3 separate regions of the Zea mays genome follow, and all the other regions are linked to region 3. Evidence: chromatin contacts called from public Hi-C data. All regions are on one chromosome and are shown on one strand. Each heading gives the region's core, a stretch centred on a gene start, on an enhancer-like site or on the middle of the called end of the contact. The rest is flanking DNA. Distances are from core to core; before and after follow the strand shown. Region 1 holds the start of LOC103630174 (Putative MYB DNA-binding domain superfamily protein). Region 2 holds the start of LOC100283037. Region 3 holds the start of LOC100501385.

Region 1 (3,383 bases), core at 240-2,739, 140 kb before region 3:
ATGTTTAGCATAGCATTCAACAAAGCTACCTAAGATAGATTATTTACTTCATTATTCAAATGTTGTACTGAAAATGCATGCTATTAACGAATTTAGGAAACCAGAGTGCCAACTTTACCTCTTCTAGAGTCCAGTTGCCCTTGGATGAGCGGCGTGCTGGACCAGTTGTCCTCCTGAAGCCAGAGATAAACAAACATGTATAAGAATTAAGAAGGAATATGCATAACGTAAAACCTGATGAGTGGTTCCATTAAGCGGATAGAAATTCACCCATTGGATAATCTCCCCCCTTTTTGAGGTTCCTTGCTGACTCCTCCATCAGGAGGAACAGAAGGAGCTGAAGACTCTGTGCCCTTCAAAGTCTTTCGCTCTTCAGTTGTCATATTAAGTGAAAACAGAAAACTGAATCTCCACTTAAAGCAAGGTAAGGGCCCAAATATCCATCCCAATGTTAAAACCCTCTAAGGTCTTCTAGCAGATTTTTTTCGCTTGGGGAGAAGTGGCCATTGTCTGCCAAGAGGGGGGAAGGGAACAAAATTGAATCATGTAAACAAAATAACAAATAGTCGAAATTATAATACAGAAATACACAACTATGAAGATACAGTGATGCATCGTGATTTTGCCATGATAGACATGCCCTCAAATTTAACCACAAGATATCAATTTTTTACAGTGAGAAATTAACAAATCCGAGTAAAATTTGGCTAGATTTGAGAATTCTAGAACGCAGACTATAAAAAGATAAACATCTACAAAGGAAGAACAAATATATAGTCTTTCAAAATACCCCCACATCCTCTCAGTCCCAGTCCTCACAGGAAATCAATCCCTCTGTAAGGCTCTGCTGGCGCACCACCGGCGCTACCGCCATTGCGCAACCCCACAGGCCACACTCACCCACAAACCCGCCACGACAAACCCATCTCCACGGACCACGGCTGCTTCCTCTCGAGCGGCTGCAGAATGAACGCAGCGGTCACCCCCAACCACGCCACCTCTTCCGCTGCCGCGCCGAACGGGAAGCCAGGTACAGCGCTGCGCCGCCGGTGGGCTTTGGGCGCAACCAGATCGAGGCAGCAGAGCAGGCGAGAAGGGGAGCGCATAAAAGAAGTCTCACCTCACAGGAGGCGCGGCGCATCAGCTCCGCTCAGCGGCGACCGAACCGCGCCGCCACCCCGATCCGGCCGCCGCCGTGGTCCTCCGGAATCTCGAATTGCGCAGGCCAAAAGGGAAGGCTTTTTTCCACCAAAGCCAATTTTATTAATAATATGGGGAAATAGGGTCTTGGCTTCTCTGGGCGTCGCTCTGCTTGGGAGGTTTTAAATTTCGCAGCGGAGGCCAACGAACGGGGTAGGGTGACTGGGTGACAGAGAGGAAGAACTGAAGAAGCACGGAGCGGAGGGGCAAGGACGGTTGGGATGTCGGAATCGATGTGAATCTGAGCCATACGGGCGGCCAGTGCGACTGCCGCTTCGGGGCTTTTCAAACGCCAACGGCTGGCCCTAGCTCTGTTTAGTGTTGCTGCCTTGCTGGCCTGCCAGTTACCTAGTTTTACTATATCACCGCGTAGATAATGTTTTAATTATCGCGAATTGTTATCTTTTTGTTAGTCGTGAAAAATATATAGGTTTAATCCTGTCTTGTTATATCCGACCGGTCATGGTTATTTTGGTAGTATTTTATAAGGGGAACAATTGGATCTATACCATTAAAAGATCCAAACTTTAGATATATACCATAGACCCCACATATCATTGACTCATGTGGACCCACATGTAAGTGAGATAGTAATGGTATGGATCCAAAGTGGTGATCTTTTAACGGTATGGATCCAAATTTCCCTTTATAAGGTGTTTTGATTATCTTAAAATATGGTGCTTATTTTTAGACCTTGAATTTTGTGTTGAATTGTTGATGCCTCTCTTGCTAACATGGAACTCTTTTAAGGCCTCGTTCGGTTCGGTCGGTTTGGTCCATTCCAGCCTTTGTTCCGGATAGAATAAAATGATCTGGTTAGGAATTACGTCGTTTGTCCAAAAGATGTTTGTTTGAACCTGAATCAAAAAACAAGAGTGATACGGTTTGGAGTTTTTCCTTCTACCACAGTCTGGTACGAATCCAAGTATGCTGACCTCTCGATCCAACTTGACGAGCGTTGGCAGAGGACGAAATTGGGCAACAGCTATCGTGACCGAAACTCGAGCAACAACAATCCTGGCCAAAGCGAACAACCTTCAATGGACCACTAGTTTTTATTTCAGATTCAGATCCATCCGTGACCAATTTTTAGTGAACCACTTGAATCCAGCCTATTTGGCTCTTTGTCTTCTAGACTTGATCTTGGGCCACCTAACACGACCCGCCCAAAAAAACTCGGCCCAACCAGACCCGACCAATACAACGGGCAGATACAGACCATAATTTTTTACCCGCAATAATTATCGATTCAGGTACGGGCCGTGATTTTCGACCAAAAACCCGACCCGGCATGTCAAACAGGAAGGCACGGGCTAGACCTGTTCAAACATCGGGTCGAGTCAAGGTTGGGTCGTGGGGCATTTAGCATGGCCCGTACCCAACCAGTGCATAGTTCGGGTCGGGTTGGTCCTGTCTCCCCGTTTGACGTGTCGGGTCGGGTTTTGGGAGTTTTGGTTTGGTCCATTCTAGATCTGGTTCCAGGTGGAAAAAATGACCCGGATTGAAATTTGGCCACTTCTCTAAATCCTGCTCGTTTGGACCTAAATCAAAAAATGAGAAGGACTCCGTTTGGAGTTTTTCTGAACACCATGGCCCGGTACGAATCTAGGTGTGCTACCAAGGGATCCAATCTGGGTGAAACGGGGGCAACGCTGGCGACAAACGAGGCGAGGAGACGCCGCCGCCAAGTGACGGCGTGGCGGCGCGAAGTGATAGCGTGGTGGCACAGCGCAGCGACGACGGCCACTCTCCCCGCTGTCTTCTCACCGGTAACCACCGCCCTCTCTTCCCTATGTATGGTTTCCTCATCGTGATAGCGTGGCGGCACAGCACAACAGAGAAGAGCGTGTACGCTGAGGAGGGCCGGCGTGCGAGCGCGAGGACGCCGATGAGGGATGCAGTCTGTGAGACCGGCAGCCACACAGCACAGTTGCTGAACGCCGCACAACGCAGAAGCTGGAGAGGAGAGCTGGATCAGCGGTGGTTAGCAGAGGAGAAGTTGAATGCCGCACAGCGCAGTTCCACCTTGCCAGCAGGGCTCGTAGTACCTGATAGCACAGCTATGCAGTGGAAGGAGCCTAAATTCTTAGCGCAACATAGATTTAGATTAGCTATTCAGAATAAGCAGAAATTAGTGAAATACTTACTTGTTATGTACATTAACATACTCATCTGTTTCATCA
Region 2 (3,339 bases), core at 61-2,560, 150 kb after region 3:
GAGAATTCACGCGATTGTTCGGTTGGTCGGTCAGTGATTAGTGGTGGACCAGGACCAGTGCTCTGCTCGTGGCAGAGGCCCAGAGCAGCAAAGCAGAGCAGAGCAGAGCAGATAGATCTTCCTGGTCCTATGAGAGAAGAGAAGAGAAAAGAAGAGAATAGAATCAAATCAAAACGATCGAAGAAGCGACTGACCGTAGAGGTGCGGTGTGCGCGCGAACTGTATGTAGGGCGTGTAGTAGTCGGCGTAGACGACGCGGGACTCCGGGCGGCGGCGCTGCAGGCGGTCGAGTGCGACGCGGAGCATGGCGTTGTGGTAGAGCGCGACGCTGTTGTACTTCTTGAGGCAGCCGGTGCGCGGGTCGTACTCGGAGCGGTCCTCGGACGGGTACATGGTGAGCGTGATGGGGATGCATCCGGCGGGGAGGTTGCCCGGCACCACGACGTGGCGGGCGCCCTCGTCCAGCAGCCGCTCCACGCCGCCCACCAGCGACGCCACCACCGCCGGCACCATCGTCTTCACCTTCTCCAGCGACCAGTCCGCCTTCCACGCGAAGCTGTAGTCGTTGCCGCCGAACTCGCCGAACACGAACAGGGCCCTCCCGAACAGGGCGCGGCACGCGGCGGGGTCGTCGGGGCAGATGCTGCGCTTCACCTCCTGGAACCACTCCAGCTGCACGCCCATGGACGTGTTGAAGGGCGGGATGCTCCACACGTTGTTGTCCTTGAAGTACTTGAGGTCCAGCGCCGTCGCGCCCATCACCGCGAAGTTGGCGCCCTGGCTGAAGTTGGTGCCCTTGTTCGCCGACGGAGGGAGCAGCGGGAGACCGAACGCCTCGGCTGCGGTTCGTTAGTTAATTATTAATTAATATAGCCAGGCAGCCAGCCACCAAATCAATCGATTCTATCCGGCGACGAGACGAGACGAGACTTGTAACTTACCCAGGAAGTCGATCACGAGGCGGCCGTTGGAGCACCTCGCGTACGGCGGCGGGAACTTGGGCATGTTGGGCAGCTTGCCCGAGTTGATGATGACGAAGTTGCCCGTGTCGGAGAAGGAGTCGCCGAAGCTGAAGATGGCATTGTAGTACTGCTGCAGCGGCTCGCCCGACGCCGCGCCTGCCAGGAACAGGAGCACCGCCGGCAGCCACGCCGGCGGCACCACCGCCGAGAAGCCCCTCCTCCGCGCCATGGCCGGCCGCCACTAAGTACGCACCAACCACAACGGAAGGGAAACCAACCGGCAGTGTGAGTGGTTGTGTGAAAGAGAGAGAGAGAGAGGGTAAGGCGAAAGGCAGGCAAGGGCTGCTGCTATGCTACGCACGACAATGCTGAGGAGAGGGGTTGGATTGTTATATAGCAGGGGCACATGGATTGCAACTTGCTACACGGTGGTGCTAATTATGCCTCTGTTTGCTTGCTTGATTGCTGTGTTTGTTTATTCTGGGGTAGGCCCTTTATACTTCTTTTCTTTTAAAAAAAATAAATAATAAATCTCTCTCTAGTCTCTACGTGCAGTCCATTCAACACCGTTTGATTTGTTTGCGGCTGGCCATGGCCATTGGCCGGCGTATGGATGGGCTGTGCAGGGAGAGCATGGCGCGCCATGGCCTTGGTGGATGGATGGGGACGAGGAACGGAAGGTTTGTTTTTGGGTGACTTTGATGGGAAGGTAGCTGGAGTGGTGGTTGGACATGGCACACATGCCTTGCTTGCTTAGTGGGCTGCCCTGCCTTCTCTGTGCAAGTGCAGGGCGTCCGGTGTCATATCGCCTGGGGACATCTATCACTGCCAGCCGGAATGTTTAATCAAGTAGCCGTTGAGGTGACAGGAAAATCATACCACGTATCAGGACAGTTGGAAGGAGAAAAAAAACATACATAAATTCCCAGGTTTAAATAAATCATAAACTGTGTAACGAGATAGATAGATGATCGTTGTAACTGAACTGCCACACGCATCTTCAGAACACATTTACAGCCATATATTCATCCTTGGTAGTAGATTGCACTGTCACCCAACACTTCCTTTTCTGTCGCATGCGGGTAGCGAAAAAAAAGAGAGGAAATGCACGCGAGACCAAGCGATATTTTAAAGTACGGCCAATTACTATTTTTTCTTTGTGAGTTGTAATTTTAGAGGCTAATTGTTTGCATTGTCTAGGATTGTAGCTTGAAAATTCAGGCACTTCGCTTTTTTTTAAGAATGCAGAAGGAAGGAAGCGAGAGAAAAGATGCGGTTATTTTGTAAAAACCACTATTTTAGAGCAAATTCAAGTATCCTGACATTAGCTTGCTAAACCAACAAAAATTAGCAAGTTAACAACATGAGTCACAATCTCAATTTATGGTAGAGATAGCAGCCAGTGTGTAGCATCCCAAAAATTCAAATCCTGAAACTTTCTCAAACTTGCTCTAAATTCAAAATGAATTTCAAATTTCATTTCAAAATGTTTGTTTGCGAGTTGATATCAACAAATAAAGTATAGTGGTCTATATTCTCTCTAAAATCCTCCTCAAAATATCCTACAAATATTTCCTCAGTGATCCCCCTCAAATTGTTTACAGAAATACTGCCCAGATATTTCCCTAAGTGATCCTCTTCAAGTTCTTTCCAGAAATACTGCCCAAATATTCCACCGATATATCTCCAGATATTTTCCTCCTGAGAAATACCTTCAGAATCATTTTTCAAGTCCCTATAAATATTTTCTTCATAACTTTCCTCATGCTCATACGTATACGTATGCCTCCAGTGTCATACGGTGAGCTCTACAAGCAAATCTCACTTATACAAGACAAATACATGCTAATCTTCCACTAATCCTCTCATCCTCCCACTAATCCTCTCATCCCTCCCCCTAATCCCCCCACCATGGCTATAAATAGAGGGGCAAGGGCCTCCTCTCTTCCCACCCTAAGCCATTTCATGGCAACTCTCTCCCCCCCCCACACACACACCCACTCCATGTTCCACACAAGCACACACTAGCACAAGGATCGTTCGATTGTTCTTCGATCGTTCGTCCCCTGTTCTTAGTTTGTTCGTTCGTTCGTCCGATCGTTCGATCGTTCGTCTGATCGTTCATGGTTCGTTCGTCCGATCGTTCGATCGTTCGTCCGTTCGTTCGTCCAAATAATCTTTTTCCTACCGTTATGCTGCCGAAATTCCGATCGTTTGTTCATTCGATCATTCGATCGTTCATCGTTCGTTCATAGTTCCTATTCATCGTTCATCGTTCGTTCATAGTCCCTATTCATCGTTCTTCCAGATAATCTTTGTCCTGCCGTTATGCTGCCGAAATTCCGATCGTTCGTTCGTTCGATCATTCGATCGTTCA
Region 3 (3,728 bases), core at 104-2,603:
CTCAATGGACAAGGGTTGCACTCAACCCCTTTCAAGTGATCCAATGACCAACTTGAATACCTTGGTCTTTTCTCTTTTGAGTATTCTTCCCGTTCGCGAGGAATCTCCACAAGTTGGAGCCTCTCGCCCTTACAATATAGATCACAAAGAAAACACAAGAGTAAGGATGGGAGAGCAACACACGCAAGATCAAAATCCGCAGCACACCCACGCACACAAGTCAAGACTTGAGCTCAAAACACAACACAAAGAGTTTGCAACTCAGACGGAGCTCAAATCACTAACACAATCGATCAAATGCGTGGAGGCGGAGTCTGGGAGTCTTAGAATGCTTAGAGAAGGCTTGGTGTTCTGCTCCATGCGCCTAGGGGTCCCTTTTATAGCCCCAAGGCAGCTAGGAGCCGCTGGACATCAATTTGGTAGGCAATTCTTGCCTTCTGTCGAGTGGTGCACACCGGACAACCACTGTAGCAGTCCGGTGCTCGATTTCCTTCCATCCCGGGCGCAGTCGACTGTTGGTCCTCGGGACCGGTTGGTGCACCGGACAGTCAGGTGTGCCCAACCGACCGTTGGCGCGGACCACATGTCGCACGTTGATCGCGTGGACGACCGTTGGCTGCTGGCGCCGTTGACTCACCGGACAGTCCGGTGCACCACCGGACAGCCCGATGAATTATAGCCACGTCACCTTTTTATTTTCCCGAGAGCAGACGGTTCACCGTTGACCAGCCTGGGGCACCGGACACTGTCCGGTGCGCCACCGGACAGTCCGGTGTGCAAGGCCCGAGCTGGCGTTGGCTGTATTTTGTCAACTCTTCTCCAATTCAAATCTTCTTTTCTTGGCACTGTTTCTAGCACTTAGATAACCATGTTAGTGTTCAAAAAACAATTCACTAAGTTTAGAAACATACCTTGTTCTTGATTTCACACTTCTCACTCAGTTGGCACTTAAGAACTCACTCAGTATGTGTTGGACATCTAATCACCAAAATACTTATAGAAATGGTCTAAGAGCACATTTCACTTTCAGAAAGAGAATATAAAATGATAGAACATGGGAATGAGCTGGGTGGGGAGGAGGGAATGGGAATGATAATAGGAATGAGAGAGGCAGAACAGAGAATGGTGGCAGAACATGGAATGACAGACTACTCTTTCAGCCTTAATAAGTAGTAGAGATAAGTAAGCTAGCACAATCTTAATGACTATTAGGCCCATTTTAGCTTAGCATGAGAGGGAAACTGGAAAAAAAAGAAAAACAAAAAAAGCCCACGAGTCCAACTCAGCCCAACACATTAAGTTTAACCTAACCAGCTGCCTCTCCTCTCTCTCCTAGGCTCTCAGCCGTTCTCCTCTCAGCCGTCGCCGTCGCTCTCCTCTCCTCCACACTGCTCTCCTCTCTCCTCCGAGCCGCAGCTCTTCTCTCTCCCTCTCCCCTGCGCGCCGCCACTGCGGGCATCTACACCGCTGCCGCTCCTCTCTTCTCCGAGCCGCAGCTCTTCTCTCTCCTTCTCCCCTGCGCGCCGCCGCTGCGTGGCCCTACACGCCACCGCTACGGGTGCCCTACGCGCCGCCGTCACTGCTCCAGCTCTCCTCTGTTTCCCAGCCAATGCCGCCGCTCTAACTCCCCAAGGCATCGCCCCGACGACGGCTCAACGACGCCCCGTCGACGCCTCGCGGACGCCCTGCGCCGCAGCGGGCGCTTTACGCTCCATGGCAAGGCGCGTTAGATGCCTCAGGTTCCACGCGCGCCTTAGCCCCTAAGCGACGCTAAGGCGGCGCTTCAAGGACGCCTTGATAAGCATGATTGGGAGGTTATCTATGCTTATAGCTTTTGCTCTGGGGTTAGTGTTGTTGAATTGGAATGAATATGTGTGGTAGTGGTACTGTGGACCGTGGAGGATAGCTGAGCATGCTTTTACTATCTTTTAGTTTCAATTTTATCATATGCCAAAAGTGTTGGTTTCCTTGTTTTATCTTTAATCTTTCATTGGCAATTGGAATCTCTGTCTGTAACACCCTTTTATTCCTGGTAAAATAACTCTAATTTTATGCTTCTTCATCAGGTGAAAACATGGATTACGACTTTGGTGGCACCTCACCCGATCCCTATGGGGGTGGAAGCATCCACCTAGTGTGTGATCATTGCGGTACCAGTGACAACTACACCACTGACGACGCTGATGATGGCCAATTCACGTGCCGTACATGCTCTGCCGTGCACACTACACAGGCAACTGCTGCTGATCCTCATGACTTCCCCGCCACTGGCAACATCTCTGTCCGTCGTGTTGCCACCCAGCCCACCCCCAAGCTTGGTGCCCGCACACCCGCGCCTTACCTGAGGACCCCTCAGGCTGCTCCCGTGCCTGCTACTGCCGCTTTTGATGACTTCACAGAGCTGAGTGAGCCGCGGGACTTTGTGTCTGGATCTGGCACGTGTGGGGAGCCTGAGGATCTGGCAGTGCAGGTCCGCTGGCGCTATGTACGGGGTCTCCAGGTGATCCTGCAGCGGCAGCTGGAGGTGCTGGTGGAGCGGCACCAGGTAGGCGCGTTTGTGTGTGCTGTTGCCGGCATTGTCTGGGTGCGGTGGGTTGCTGCATCCAGGGTGTTTGATGGAATCTGGGCCCGCCAGGTGCTTGAGGACCACAAGGCCGTGGGGAGACAGAAGTGTTATGGTAGCAGATATGAGCTGTTTTTATGCTTTCCCTTGTTAATCATTTCCATCGGAAGAACTGAATGGACTCTGACATAAATCTATCTCTTGTTGCAGATGACAAGAAACCTGATGAGATGAAGTATGAATGGGATGATGATATGTCGCTCCAACGAAAAGACAGGCACAAGCTGGAGTTTGCCTTTTTGCGTTCGTTGAGGATGATGCTGCCGGTTTACTCAACATTGGCTGTTTGTTTCTTGGCCTGTCATATTGCCCGTGAAGCCATCTTGCCAAGTGACATTTACAGGTGGGCAATGGAGGGGAATATCCCATATGTGGCTGCTTTTACTGAAGTAGACAGGTTCCTTGGGAGCTCTTTCCAAGACTGCCCTTTGGATGCAAGGCAGCTGTTCAGGCCGGTGCGAGTTATCGGAGCATGGCAACTGGAAGCTGCAGCTGGATCCATAGCACAAAGAGTAGCCTTGAGGCTTCCTTCAGTTAACTTCTATGCAATTGCTCAACGTTGTTTGAAGGACTTGTTACTGCCTATAGATAGAATCCTCCCCCACGCATGCCAAATTTATGAGTGGGCAATGCCTGCAGAATTATGGTTGTCTAGTAATCCTGCTAGAGTCCCAACACGGGTTTGTGTGATGGCTATCCTAATTGTGGCCCTACGACTTCTTTATAACATCAACGGTCAAGGGATATGGGAGGTGTGTTTGTCACATTGATTACCTTTCTTCAAAACGTCTTAGGTCCTTCGTAAATGCATATGACCTGAAGTAATCTTTCTTTGCAGAAGATTTGTGAGGAAGGAAGAAACCCAAGTGAATCTCACTATGATGCAAATTCATCTACTTCCAGGAAGCTTGAGGCTAGTAACAGTGAGGAGTTTGGCACAAGAGAACTGTTGTGTGCTATTTCAGTTGCCTATGATAAAATCAATACGTCACATGGTAAATTTGTATTTCATTGCCTTGTCTACACATTATGTTTATCTTGTACGACTGCTACACATGGTAGTTTGTGGTATGCTTATGCTGACTGTCGGTAGTTTATATTCAAC

What was found. Hi-C and Micro-C count contacts between places; a contact is called where the count stands out from the background.
Region 1: a contact with region 3 is called in a Hi-C map of endosperm, with 2.2 times the contacts expected there. The contact joins the promoter of LOC103630174 here to the promoter of LOC100501385 in region 3. A contact is called at or near these places in 6 of 25 Hi-C or Micro-C datasets (bundle sheath, ear, endosperm and 2 more).
Region 2: a contact with region 3 is called in a Hi-C map of leaf, with 6 times the contacts expected there. The contact joins the promoter of LOC100283037 here to the promoter of LOC100501385 in region 3. A contact is called at or near these places in 5 of 25 Hi-C or Micro-C datasets (ear, endosperm, leaf and 1 more).

Annotation. Positions count from the first base shown.
Region 1 is chr6:146,089,837-146,093,219 of Zm-B73-REFERENCE-NAM-5.0, reverse strand. It overlaps LOC103630174 (Putative MYB DNA-binding domain superfamily protein), which reads right to left and starts at 1,489. Exons shown (of 12, transcript XM_008651258.4): 1 at 1,121-1,489; 2 at 271-510; 3 at 119-173. The coding sequence starts at 383.
Region 2 is chr6:145,798,234-145,801,572 of Zm-B73-REFERENCE-NAM-5.0, reverse strand. It overlaps LOC100283037, which reads right to left and starts at 1,310. Exons shown (of 3, transcript NM_001155939.2): 1 at 942-1,310; 2 at 195-839. The coding sequence starts at 1,191.
Region 3 is chr6:145,952,121-145,955,848 of Zm-B73-REFERENCE-NAM-5.0, reverse strand. It overlaps LOC100501385, which reads left to right and starts at 1,353. Exons shown (of 8, transcript NM_001366925.1): 1 at 1,353-1,814; 2 at 2,067-2,678; 3 at 2,774-3,375; 4 at 3,462-3,618. The coding sequence starts at 2,075.